2 separate regions of the Sus scrofa genome follow, and region 2 is linked to region 1. Evidence: chromatin contacts called from public HiChIP or PLAC-seq data. All regions are on one chromosome and are shown on one strand. The core of a region is the stretch at or near the end of the contact, and the rest is flanking DNA. Distances in the headings are between cores, read along the strand shown. Region 1 holds the start of MLXIP (MLX-interacting protein). Region 2 overlaps MLXIP (MLX-interacting protein).

Region 1 (7,027 bases), core at 3,421-5,920:
AGTAAGCCATGAACTTCTAAGCTCTGCCTTGGGGAGAGGCAACTTCTTCCCTTCCCAAATGTCCCAATAATTGAACACACACTGTAGGACTGAACAAAGACGTTTCACTATAGGGCTTCGTAGCATCACAGTGTGGGAAGGTCAATTTTTTTAGGTTAATTTGTGCTTTTATTTGCCAGTATAACTTAACTACAGTGGCTTGCAAACCTTTTTTCTCCTTTTAGGGCCACATCTTTGGCATATGGAAGTTCCTGGGCTAGGCACTGAATGGAAGCTACAGATGCCAGCCTACACCACAGCCATAGCCACAGGCACAGCCACACTGGATGTGAGCTCCATCTGCAGCCTATGCTGCAACTTGCAGCAACACTGGGATCCTTAACCCACTGAGCCAGCCAGGAACTGAATCCGTATCATCACAGAGACTACGCCACAATGAGCCACAATGGGAACTCCAAACTTTTTTGATGTACATTTTACATCACAGTGTGTGTGTGTGTGTGTGTGTGTGTGTATAAATGAAACAAGTTTTACCACAATGTCTATCCTGAGCGTTAAAAAAATTTTTTTTTCTTAAAGCAGTTTTACTTTTACAACAAAACTGACAGGAAGGTACAGAAATTCCCCATATACCCCCTCTTCCCACATGCATAGCCATTATCAACATCATTCACCAGGGGTACTTTTTTTTTTTTTTTAAACCAAGGATGAACTACACTGACACATCACAATCACCAAAGTCCACAGTTTACCTGAGGGTTCACTTTAATGAAGTGAATAGTGCTGCATATTCTACAGAAGCATTTGGACAGAAGTATAACATCTATCCATTATTATAATGTCATACAAAGAATTTTCATTGCTCTAAAAAACTTCTGTACTCTGTGAATATTCATCTCCCTTCTCCCCCAAACTCCTGGCTACCAGTGACCTTATTGTCTCTGCAGTTTTACCTAAGAAGGACATGGATTTGAAGGCCAGCTGTACACAGCTGGAATCCATTCGAAGTGTTACTGCCCCAGGTGGACCGCTGGGGACACTCACACCTAATCCTGATCCCTCCAACACCCTGACTTTGGCAAGTCAGTCTTGCCAAAGACCCTGCAGGAGTTCAAGACTTTGCACATTCAGGAACAGATCATGTTTAGCGTCCCTAGACCACTTCACGTGACTGGGGAAAAAACAACCACAACTTCCCCTGCACTTAGTTCCTCCCCCAAAGAGCTGTTGAGCCTCGTCTGGAAACAGCTGGGAGGCAGCAGTTAACAGGAAACCAAACCAAAAAAAAAAAAAAAAACACGGCACAGAGTGTACCAGGGAGAGTTAGGCAGCTAGAACGAAGAGGCCAGGGGATAGACAGGAAGTTGAAGTTAGAAAAAGCCTAGGCCAGAAACAGCCAGACACAAGAGGAGGTCCAGCTGGCCTTTCTCGCAGCCCCAAGAGAAGGGAAAAACCTGAAAAACAGTGGTGAAGGCTCACACTGCACTAAAGGGCCCACCTCTGGGGCCAAGCCTTCTTTCCTCCCTGACCCCTGTATCGCAACCCTCCCTCTCTGAAAACCAGCTACTGGTCGTGATAGGACAGCTGAGGTCAGAAACTCACTTCTGCTCTCATGCTGCCTTCTGGGCCAGACTACTGGTTTTGAGTCATTCCTCTGTCAATCTGTACCCAAGTTCATATTGCCAACTAAACTCCAGGGCCATCCAAATCAGCCTTACACAGAGAGACAAAGAGCATCTTCATGAGAAATTACTAGGCAGACACACATTGAGGACCTGCAGGGGCGGGATTCGTGTCCAGGGAATAACTGAAAAGCAGGAGGGTCAGCGGGGCTGGAGGTTTGGAAGAGTAAGGTACTCCTCAAACCAAACGAAGGGTGCCTTTTGCAATCAAGAATCAAGTAGTCCTCATTCAGACTACTGGTTTTGAGTCATTCCTCTGTCAATCTGTACCCAAGTTCATATTGCCAACTAAACTCCAGGGCCATCCAAATCAGCCTTACACAGAGAGACAAAGAGCATCTTCATGAGAAATTACTAGGCAGACACACATTGAGGACCTGCAGGGGCGGGATTCGTGTCCAGGGAATAACTGAAAAGCAGGAGGGTCAGCGGGGCTGGAGGTTTGGAAGAGTAAGGTACTCCTCAAACCAAACGAAGGGTGCCTTTTGCAATCAAGAAAGTTAAATGAGCAAGGGCCAGCTGCCAAAATATTTTTGAAAGAAGAGGAAAAAAAAAAACCACCGTTACTAAAATTCCTTGGTGTTATTTAATAATAAACCTCTAGGTTATCCAAACTGAGGGCAAAGGGGAGACTGGTTTACTTTTCCTTTAGCAGAGCTTAGGTGAGAGCTTTCTACCCCATGCCTCCTCCTACTCAATCATCCATTCTCTCTTTGTACCTGGGAGAAGTTTATATTAAAATAAAGAAGAGGATTAAGTTCCCTTAATAAAAACACATTCCTGTCTTTCACCTCTAGTTGTGTTAGAAAGGGCTCTCTCACACTATAGCATATGCTGCAAACTAGGGGAGTGTGATTCCAATGAAGGGCTCAAAATTTGAGCTGAGCAAACAGGGCTGAGAGAGGGCAGAAGGCTGCAATCTCAATACCATTTGTTTAAAAAACAAACAAACAAACAAACAAAAAACCAGAACATCTTCACAGGCTCTGTGCCAGCTCAAACTGGCAAGACCAGAGAATCAGAGCAGAGCCTAACCAGCATGCCACGCAAGGGGGGTGGGAGGAGAGCGGGAGGAGAGCGCTGGGTAATGTACTGCAGCCATGTGGCAAACAAACCATCAGGGAAACCTTCATGAGAGGAAATGGGGGTGGGAAGAGTGGGGGTGCATTTCAGGAACATAACAAAGGAACAAACTGATTAATCACTCATTCCAGCGGGGGGAAAATGCCACCTGGAGCCATGTATATCTAGTGTTTCAACTTCGGGTCAATGTGTAATGTTTTAACTGGGATATATTTGGGGCTTGCTGCTTTCCAAAAAAGGGGGGGGGGGAGGAGGGGAGATTGTTCTTATTCTTCTTTACACTGTTTCTAGAGTCTCCAAGGAAACTTTCTCTGGTGACTGCACAGGAGACCTAAGACAGCCCCAGCCAGTCCAGTCACTAATGCAATAACCTCCACTCTGCTGAGATCCTATCTTGAGCTTTGTTCAGGGCTGGGCTGCTCTGCACTGCAGCTAGTCCAGAGAAGTTCTGTGGCTTAGGCAGAAGTTATCTCAAGCAAATACCTAACAAACACACAGAGAAACGGAAAGTGGAAGGACATTTTAACCCATTAGGGCCAGGCATTTCTCTGACTTAGTATGAAAGGATCTCTGCCTACAGCTGAATCCGCATGGCAGGATGGTGCCAGGGATGCCTGCCTTAAACACTGACACCTCCATGTTATGTTCAGGGCCAGTCTGAGAACCCCCCAACTTGCCAGAAGGACAGACTGCACCTCCAAGAGCTGTGGCTCCAAGTCTTCCTAGGAGGCACCCAGGTCCCTCCCAAGTTGGGATAGGCCTTCCCAATAGAGGAGATGTGAGGGGACCCAGCCTCCCTCTGCTGGGGCAATAAGAAAAGTAGCTAACATTTATGCAGCAACAAATTATGTGCCAGGTACTGGAATAAGCATTTTACCTATCTCGTTTCATGCCCACAGCAGCCAATGGGGGCAGATACCACTGCTGATCCCCTCTTTACAAAAGAGAAAACAGATTCGGAGTTTTTATACAACCATTAAATTCTGAGCCACCCCTGGGCAGGTTGTCCACTACTCATTATTGCTGGAAACACACAAAGCGTTTGGGAGAAGGAGTGGATAAAGTCGAGTGACACCGGGTGCAGCCTGTATTTACACCTATTTCTCCTCCGAAATCGGTGGCCTAGGGCCACCGAGAGGAGGGCCTGGATGGGGAACGTGAAGCCGGAAGAAGCCAAGCACTGCTGACAGATTCCCAGGACACCCGCCCCTCTCACTTCCATTGGAGACCCCAGACCCATAAACCTTCCCTAAGGGGTAAGACCAAAAGAAATGCCTGGAGCCAAAAGGTCCCCCGGCGACCCAGCCCACCACGCTTGTTTTGTCAAAAGGAGCCCCGCTCCAGAGGTGGGGCCGGCCGGGTCCCTACCTGTAGGCCAGGGTCATGCACTCAAAGAGCTTGGTGAGTGAGGCGTCGATGGACAGGTGGCAGGAGCTGGTCTTGCCGAAGCTGTAGGTCTGGCACGTCTGCTTGTTGACCGTGTCGAAATCATAGCCCTTCTTGGGCGGGTGCTCTCGATGCGGCGACGACACCATGAAGTGGCCGCTGTGGATGATTTGCTGCCGGCGCGGAGGCTCCTCGCGGCCCGACCCGGCCCTGGGCTGCGGTGGCCCGGCGCTCGCGTGGCCCCGGGCCAGAGTGGCCGCGCCGGAGGCGGGCGGTGGGGACGGCTCATCTGTGTCCGAGTCGTCGTCGTCCTCCGGCACCTGGGGCTTGAGCAGCACCGCACGGCCCCGGCTGTGAGGCCGGCGCGGGGAGCACAGGAAGACTTCGGCGGCCATGGGGGGACCCGGCCGGGGGCATCCCCTGGGGCCCGGGGCTACGCGGCGAAGAAGGCTGACGAGGCGCCGGCCCTGCCCGGCTCGCGCGCCGACTGTCCGCAAGCGCGCGGCTGGGCAGGAGGGGGAGGGCGCGGGCCGACTGGGCCGCCTCGGCGCCGGCCCCGGCGTGACGTCACCGACGCGTCTGGGCCAATCGGGTGCCCGTGTCGGCCTCTTAAAGGAGCAGGGGAGCCTTTCCGTATCTGGGCGGACAAAAAAGGGGGGGGGGGGTAGCCCGAGGCCCCGCCTCAAGGCCCCGCCCCTCGCCACCTCCTTCCCTTAGGGGTGGTACGGGACTTGGTGGCCAGGTGGTGCCTCTAGCCAGTGTCTCGGCCTGAGAGAGGCGTTGGCCCAGTAAGTCGTGCTGACCCCGCCCTGCGCTCCGGGGAATCGCTCTGCTGCCTTGCAGCTCCACGTGGTGGTTGAGGGTGGCGCTCTTTCCACCTCCCAGGGCCCACTTTCCCCCGAGGAGCCCGGAGTTGTGCTCTAACAGCTCTTACCAGGTGTTGCTGGGTGCTGGAGATTTTGTCCATTTTATTGATGAGAAGATTAAGTCGCTGAACACCACCGTAAAGGGATCTTTCTAACGCGAGGGCAAGATCAAGAACACTACTTACATCCTCAGAAGTGGAAACTGGCGCTTCAAAGTTTATTAAGGCACTTTCCTAGAGCATCACTACTACTAAGTTGCAGAACCAGCCACCAGCTTTTTAACTACGACTCGCAATACTGTCATTATTGTTAAGATCTTAAGTTTGGAGAGGGAACCAATCCCTGAATAATTCCAAAAGGGGAAATTCGCGGCCATGGTTTTCTTCTCCGAGGTGGGGAATGAGTCCTGTGCCTCAGAATGTTGTCACAATTTAAAAAATGACTATAAAGTGCTTGTCACAGTACCTCTCAAAGAATGAGCACTAAATAAATGCACTACAGACTGAAGGAATTGAACCAGCCATGCCAGAAGCACCTAGAAATTACCAATATTCAACCACTTTTGACCTATAAAAACAGCAATTTCACATGGTTCAACTTTATAGTTCACACTTTTACAAAGCTGTCAAAGTGTCAGGAGCTCAAAGCCAGCCTGGGATTGGAGCCATGTGGGAAAGGTGGGAGATGGCAGAGTGTCAAGGGGGCCAGTGAGGCTGCTGGAGTAGGAGCTCCCACCCTGGTCTCAGCAGGACCTCCAGGGTCCTCCACAGCTGCTCCTGTGCTCTGCTTTGAAGCCAGTTTCATTTTCAAATTTGGGTGGAGCTGGAGTTCCTGTTGTGACTCAGTAGAAACGAATCTGACTAGCATCCATGAGGATGCAGGTTCAATCCCTGGCCTTGCTCAGCCAGCTAAAGACCTGGTGTTACTGTGCGCTGCAGTGTATGTCAGAGATGCAGCTCAGATCTGGCATTTCTGTAGCTTTGGCGTAGGCCAGCAGCTGTAGCTCCATTTTGACCCCTAGCCTGAGAATCTCCATGTGCTGTGAGAGCGGCCCTAAAGACCAAAAAAAAAAAAAAAAAAAAAAGGGGGGGGGGGAGAAAGAAAAAGAAGCAATATAATGTCCAACGAGAGAAGTCATTGACTATATTATAGTCACCAATATAATGGAACACCACCTATTAAATGATGCAGACATATATTTGTTAACATATAAAAGTGTCCATGACACATTGCTGGGTGAAAAAACAACTTTAAAAAGTTATCAGGAGTTTCACAGCTCAGCTGTAACAAACCTAGCTAGTATCCATGAGGACGCAGTTTGATTCCTAGCCTCACTGAGGAGGTTAAGGATCCAGCGTTGCCCTGAGCTGCAGTATAGGTCTCAGACAAGGCTCAGATCCTGTGTTGCTGTGGCTGTGGTGTAGGCCAGCTGCTACAGCTCTGATTCCACCCCTAGCCCGGGAACTTACATTTGCTGCAGATGTGGCCCTAAAAAAATAAAAAGTTATCAGTAGTTTGATATTAAATTTGGGGGGGTGTGCAGTTTCTTAGGATTTCTTATAGTTCATGACTGATATCAACTTTTTAAAATTCATACAGATATATTTTTTATTATTTATGTATGTTAGAAGTGCACCATAATGTTAACGCTGGTTATCTCTGGATGGGATGATTTTTTTCTTCTTCATGCTTATCTATCTTTTTTATTTTTTTATTTTATTTTTATTATTACTATTTTTCGTCTTTTTAGGGCCACACCCTCAGCACATGGAGGTAGGTTCTCAGGCTAGGGGTCTAATCGGAACTGTAGCCACCAGCCTAAGCTACAGCCATAGCAACGCGGGATCTGAGCGGCGTCTGCAACCTACACCACAACGCTGGATCCTTAACCCACTGAGCAAGGCCAGGGATGGAACCCACAACCTCATGATTCCTAGTCAGATTTGTTTCTGCTGTGCCACAATGGGAAGTCCGATCTACCTTTTTCGATTTCCAAAAGAGGCACTTATT
Region 2 (6,978 bases), core at 3,854-6,353, 51 kb before region 1:
CATTTCACGACCTACGAAAACCTAGGGGATTTGGGGACCCGGGGCCCAGGGGTGGGTCTGAAGCAGGGACAACAGAGTTCCTGGTGCCAGAGGAAATTACAGAGACCAGCCTGGCTCTCCAAGGCCCATGGCCTCTGCCATGTTTCCAAAGGGTGACAATGAATAGCTAGTCCCAGAACTTTCAGGTGGAAAGTGACCTCCAAGATCTAGCATAACCTTCCCATTATGCAGGACGGGGGCCCTGACCAGGATATCCTTGAAGATCCTCCAGGAGCCCACGTCACTTTCAGATTCCTTTTTTCTTTAATGGCTGGAGAATATTAACACAAGTCTCAGATATCCTATCATAATCCCATACAATTTCACCTAAAAATACTTCACTGTGTCTCACAGTGAATAATACACTGTTATTACCAGGCCTAAAAGAGTGTTATTCCTTAGTGCCATCCAGCACCAGATCACATTCCACGGCTCCAAACCACCGTGCAGTACGTTACTTTCCAAGTTTTCCCCCTTTCGTTGTAACCGTGAGACATGCTGGGACAAAACTAAAATGATGCAAAAGAGTGTAGTGTGAAAGAGTCTTCCGTCCTCCTCACTCTAATCCCACGAGTACAAGATTTCTGCACAGCCTTTGAGACACTTCCTATACATACGTGTAATCACACAGGCACACGCTTTAAAAAACTAACCTAAAGACACTAAAATACTGCTGTGCTACTTGCTTTTTTCCATTTACTATCTTTTCAACATCTTCCCCCCTCAGCATATGAAGATCTTGGGGCCCTTCTTTAATGGTTACAGAGCTCTGCTTCTAAGGAGTCATGATGTTAGAGGGAAGGAGAGGGTTGGTCCCCGGGTCTGAGAAGGGGGAGACTCTGGGGGGGGTGTCAGGGGCCACCTGCCTCCCCCGTATCACCGTCACTTCTCGGGGGTCACAACAGCTGCCAGCCTCCCTCTGCAGGACCCAGCCTCATCCCACCATGTGAGTCACCTCCTCTTGAGTGAGGGCGTGTCATGAGCCAAGTACCTCTGGCCGGCGGTGCTCATCCACTTCCACAGAGCCATCCAGCGGAGTGACAAAGTGACACACGGGATTCTTGCGCTTTTCCAAATCTGGAGGTGAGCAGTGAGACCTTGTCACTATGGCTGAGACCCCTACAAGAGCCTTGCCCCTTCTGTCCACACCTCACCCTCAGGGAGCCCCTTCCAAGGGTTTTTTCCTTCTCCTTCCCTCAGAAAATGAGATTTCAGGGAAGTAAAGGGGTCCAGGTCAGAGGAAAGGAATCTGTCAGTGATGTGTGGGCAAGAAATGGAGTCTGGCTGATCAAGAGGAGCACCAGCCTGAACCAAGGGGACCCTAAGCACGCTCACCTGCTGCAGAGGTCACCTGTCCCCCGGCACCCAAGCCAGCTGGACACAAAGCACGGCCTGGGCCTGCATCCTCTTAGATCGGCTGAAAAATAGGAACTGTTCCCTGACTCTCCAAAAGTCACCCACCCTGACGTCCCAGCAAAGGACAAACCCCACCCTCCTCTTCTGCCTTTAAAACATTGGCTTTTGTCACAGTGAGCATGTTAGGGTGAGAGCAACTGGCTAAAGCTTCTGCCTCCTGCAGACTATGGGCACCTTCATGACAGACGCCTGACTCTGCTGATGGTGGTTAAGTGTCCAGTTCACTGGGATTTGGCTTGGTTTTCCTATCCTGCAGACTGCCCGAGAAACTTCTGTCTGACACACAATGTTCCAAAAGCAGGCTCCGGGGCCCGGAAGTGCAGAGGCCTCTGGATGGCAGAACCTGGAGGGCCTCCTGCCCAGCCACATGGCACTTACACTGCATGTACCATGCCCGCCAGATGGCGTTGTTGAGCCGGATCTTGTCTCTCCACTGGAGCTTCAGGCCCTTGAAATTCTTCCACTTTGGAGACACCAACTTGCCACTGAAAGGTAAAAGGAAGAGGGGACACTTAGTGGTTTCTCTGAAAATGAAATGAAATAAAAAAGTACCACCCTATCATTCCAGGTCTCAAAATTGTGGATTAAACCATTGCAAGCCACAAGCTAGGCTTCAAAGAATATACAAGGTACTTTGGGATTTCTTCAAAGTGATATGGATGGGGGCCATGGTGTTGGGTATGGAGGGAGCAGGACTGGCCATAGGTTTGTAATTGCTGGAGAGGGTTCACTATCCTAGTCTGTCCACTTTTGAGTATGTTTAAAATTTTCCATAATTGTGGAGCTCTCGTCGTGGCACAGTGGAAAGGAATCTGACTAGGAACCGTGAGGTTGTGTGTTCAATCCCTGGCCCTGCTCAGTGGGTTAAGGATCTGGAGTTGCCATGAGCTGTGATGTAGGTCGCAGAGGAGGCTCGGATCCTGCCTTGCTCTGGCTGTGGTGTAGGCCGGCAGCAACCGTTCTGATTCAACCCCTAGCCTGGGAACCTCCATATGCCTCAGATGCGGCCCTAAAAAGACCAAAAAAAGAGCCCTTGCACACAAAGCTGAGAGCAGGCAAGGAATGCTCCCTGGTGGCACAGCCTTCTCAGTTTAGCTTTCCAAGGGCTGTGCCTGGAGCCTCCTTGAGCAGGTGGCCTAGGGCTTCTCTTTCTCAGATGGTTTGAGATGGGCAAGGCACTATTTCTGGCCCATACCAAAGGGGGTTCTGTGGGTTCTACATCACTTCAGGCCACAGCCCTGCCCCTTCTCCAAACCCATTCAGAAATTCCACGTGACAAGCAGTGGTATGCCAGCAGTCACAACAGCTAGTCTTCAAAGACAGCACCCAAACAACAAACACTCCCTCAACCTGAACACCTGGTTTATAAAGCAAAAAGCTCCTTGCTCTGCACCCCGCAAACCTCATGCCCATCCACCCTCTGTTCCCAAAACCCAACACCAGGCCAGGCTTTGGATTACAGGCCAGAGGGTTGTGAGCATCCCCCAAAGAAAATGTCACAGCAAATCTTCAGGGAATTTGAGGGACAGACAATAGCAGCCTCAGCTCACAGGGTCAGGGGCTCCTTAGTCACACACCTTCCTCCTCCCACTGCACTGCCACTAAAGGTACTTCTACACATCAGCTGTCATCCCAAGTTCAACAGCCAGCAGCCTGCTTTGGAACCTCTATAGCATAACCTCATACTAGCCATTAATTTCCACAGTCACTTAACTTCTCAGACACCCCAGTTTCCTGGGTAAAATCACAATAATACCACTGTCTCCAGAGTGTTTTAACAGGGATTAAATGTATAAACACACACACAGGATTAAATATACAGGATTAAACACGAAGGATTAAATTCACAAGGATCAAAAAAACACACGCGTGTACAGACATACATAGACATACAGACAACATACACATTCTTAGACACAATAGGACAGGTAAACCCTAAAGTAAAATATCAATGTGACATATTAATAACCGCCTCAATGATATGGATTTAAGTTATTATTGAAAGGCCCGGGTTTTTTTTGGGGGAGGGGCATACCCACATGCAGAAGATCCCACAGATGGAACCTGAGCCACAGGAGTGACAATGCCAAACCTTTAACTACTAGGCCACCAGGGAACTCCTAAAGGCCTGGTTTTTAACACCTCTTAACTTGAAAAGTCCTTTCTTTTTGTCTGCCAAACTCCTGGGGCTCTGCTTCCTCCATAGGAGGAAAAGGTGCACCTACATGCCTCTTGATACCAGCAAACAGAGACATGACCAAAGGCCAGCCCTGACTTCCATGCAGCTGCAGAGCCACTGGCTACTTTAGTGCCTTGAAGGCAGAGCCTGGGTCCACCTTTTTTTTTTTTTTTTTTTTGTCTTTTTAGGGCCACACCTGCTGCATATGTAAGTTCCCAGGCTAGGAATCAAACTGGAGCTACAGCTGCAGCCACTGAAATGCAGAATCCGAGTCACCTCTGTGACCTACACCACAACTCACAGCAACACCAGATCCTTCACCCACTGAGGCAGGCCAGGGATCAAACCCAAGTCCTCATGGATACTAGTCAGGTTCACTACTGCTAAACCATGACAGGAACTCCACCTACCCATTTAATAAGCTTTGAGCACCTATTGTGTGTCATGAACACACTAGGAGCGGAGGAGAGAGAGCACGAGGAGGTGGAGAGGTCCCAGCTCCCATGGAGTGTGTGAGTTGCTGAGGGGAAGTCCTGCCTATGAGCTGAGTGTCTCGAACAGGAGCCAAGGGCTATGGGAACAAAGCTGGACTAACTAACCCTGTCTGAGCAGTCATGAGACGCCTTCTGGAAGAGATGATGTCTAAGCTGAGGCCTAGAGGATAAGGAAACTTCGGCTAAACCAAGGAGAGGGGGAGAGGTCTATACTGGTCTTTCTGCCTGGCTCTGAGGTGGGCAAGACAGGCTGGGTCAAGGTGTGGAAAACACCCAGCTTGGTCAGGGCCTGAGGGCAGGGGTGCTTCTAGGCCAGGCTAGAGAGCAGGGTAAACACCAGAGTGCATCAGGCCCCTCCTCTGGGCAAAACCACCCCCCTTCTTGTCCTCTGCCAGATCTTTTAGCAACATGGCAGGGGGTTCTAGGAAAAAACAAAACAGGAAACTCTCCCTATCTTTTTATTTCCTTAAGGGAAAAAACCTTTTCTATAACTAACAAATTCCTTGCATTGAAGGCCAGAATTCAAACACCACCTTCTCTGTATGGTCAGCAGGCCCAGAATCTGCAGAGGTGGCAGCAGGGGACAGAAGCAGAAGGGACAGGATGGAAAAGGAGGACCCCCGGGAGGAGAGCCTTTGCTGTCCTGCATGTTCTATTAAGCACTAACCACTGGGCTCAAATATAAACCCACCCTTACTCCTGCTTTGTTACGCAAGACAAAGTGGCTGCTGGGAGCATAAGAGGAGTCAGATTGTGCTGACAGCTTAATTACTCACCACAGAGGGACTGGGAGATGCAGAGAGTGATCAGACCTTGGACACCAGAAGTCAAATCTGAGAGGGTAGAGTTCTGGCTTCTCATCTTCCCGCTCAGCTGCTGGGCTATTTCCCTCTTGCTCAGTGTTTATGTCCAATTGCTATCACCTGTCACCCTAGGTCCATAATATCCCAACAGCCAACAGGCGGCGCTCAACCAACACTGAGAAGTCAGTCTGAAACCAAAACCAAAACCTGAACCGCCTGGAGGTGGGGAGAGTGAAAGAAGAGTGTCCAGGACCCCTTAGGGTGTTGCACGGCCCTCCCCCACAGCAATGTCAACACCAGGTCTGAAGAAGCAACACAGCAGCCCTCTGGCATAGAGGGATTGATTACTGGGCAAAACGGACAGCTGGGAGAACTCTGGACACATTTCTGGACTGTTCCTCACTAAAGGGCTTCTGGGGGCCTCTGATGTGACATCAATGTCACCCCTCCATGAGGAGGGAAGACATTCCTATGCAGACATTTGCACACCGGGACCCTTCCCATGGAGGTGCCTGGAGTCTAGTGTCCAAGGAACATAAAGCAAGAGCTATTCTGAAAGCTCTAATAGGGAACTCACAGCTCCCTGGTGGTGAGTGGTATCCCTGCAAGGCACCTAGGGTTGGACTTCTGCTCCCCTCAGGCTGCACCAGATGCAGCTGATGGGGACACTCCTCAGTGTAACTCAGGGTCTGCCATGTTCCTTCTTTAAAGTGTCACCAGAAACAGAGTATCAAAATTTCTGAGCCCACTGGCTTCCCCGCAGTGAACAAAAAGACCTCCCCTGGCCTTACCTCCCATCCTCCTATATGCCGAGCAGCCCCCAGGGCTTCTTGTCAGACAAGGACCTCGCATTCACCCTCCTCCACTCTCCTGGGCTGGGAAGGCCCGGGGTCTGGGTCTGATTGGCACGTGGGAGGTGTATTTAAATAGCAGATTACTAAGTGAGGGCTAAACTTTTCCGTAAAGAAAATCTTCCTGTTCCCCTGCCACAGCCGCCCTTCCTAGAAGATAGGTTCATGGCACGGAGCAGGAAGTCCAGAGCACAACAAAGGCCTCTCTCAAAACCGCTGTCTCTTCAGAGGTCTCTTCAGCGGTCTGGCAGGAGACTGCTTTGGAATGGAAATGAAAAGGCAAGCCCTGCACAGACAGGAGCTGGAATTAAGGGGGGTGGGTACTGGGACAGGGATTTGGGGCTCTGTTGGTCCCAGGTAGGAATGGCTCCTAACTCCTGGTCAGACCCCTCTCTCCAGAAGAAGGCAGGCAGGCAAAGGCTCTGTGGGGCCCAGAGGGTGGAGTCCATGCATTTGGTCATGAAACCGTATTTGCGTGTTGGGAGGCAGTACTTCTCCACCATTCCTGATGCTTCCTGGAAACCCATCAGCAAAACATTCCTCCCCCTGCCTCCCCCTTCCTCCCTCCCAGGGAGGTGGAGTGGGTGTGCTACAGCAAGTGTGCTTCCAGGTCCTTCTCCTTTCCTCCTGAGAGCAAGCTGCCTACAGAGGGCCCACACCCCTCTGAGGAGAGCCTGGGATGGCGGAGGCCTCTCTTAGAGCCCGACGCCCAGGGCTGCCTGGAAAGGAGTCTGGGGTTCCCTTAGAAGCAGCAACTCAGCTTGATCAACAATACAGGGAAGAGTTTAGCCAGCATCTGCTGAATCTTTTTTGTTGTGGGAAAATACAAGCAATATAAAAGTGGCCATTTTAAAGTCTACAACTGAGTGGCGATAAGTACATTCACAGTGCTGTGCAACTATCACCGCTACCTGGTTTCACTGCTGATTTCATCACCCTAAACGGAAGCCCCATCTGTCCCCATTAGCAGTCACTCCCTGTTATTTCCTCCCCTGGCCTCCGGCCACCACTCATCTTTCTGTTTCTATGGATTTGTTTCTTCTGGACATTTTGCATAAAATGACAAAATATGTGGCTGGGCTTCTTTCACACTTTGCACAATAGTTGTAAGGGTCGTCCACATTGTAGCCTGTATCAGTACTTCCTTCCTTTTTATGGCTGATTCATATTCTATTGGATGGAGAAACCACATTTTG

The links. HiChIP or PLAC-seq counts read pairs in DNA pulled down with a chosen protein or histone mark.
Region 2: a contact with region 1 is called in an H3K27ac HiChIP or PLAC-seq map of skeletal muscle. The contact joins the enhancer-like site here to the promoter of MLXIP in region 1. A contact is called at or near these places in 3 of 5 promoter capture datasets (fetal liver, liver and skeletal muscle), 11 of 47 Hi-C or Micro-C datasets (alveolar macrophages, brain, embryonic fibroblasts and 6 more) and 2 of 2 datasets of contacts at active chromatin or transcription factors (alveolar macrophages and skeletal muscle).

Annotation. Positions count from the first base shown.
Region 1 is chr14:30,641,605-30,648,631 of Sscrofa11.1, forward strand. MLXIP (MLX-interacting protein) reads right to left here and starts at 4,671. Exons shown (of 17, transcript XM_021073760.1): 1 at 4,134-4,671. The coding sequence starts at 4,546.
Region 2 is chr14:30,589,893-30,596,870 of Sscrofa11.1, forward strand. MLXIP (MLX-interacting protein) reads right to left here. Exons shown (of 17, transcript XM_021073760.1): 2 at 1,834-1,940; 3 at 1,031-1,116. Among named protein-coding and RNA genes, the nearest start is that of IL31, 40 kb to the left of the region's middle. Within about 2 kb of position 5,104, at least 35 of the 83 cell types and tissues checked have an H3K27ac peak or open chromatin away from gene starts, as enhancers often do. A contact at or near this core is called in alveolar macrophages, fetal liver, liver and 3 more, where this site is marked.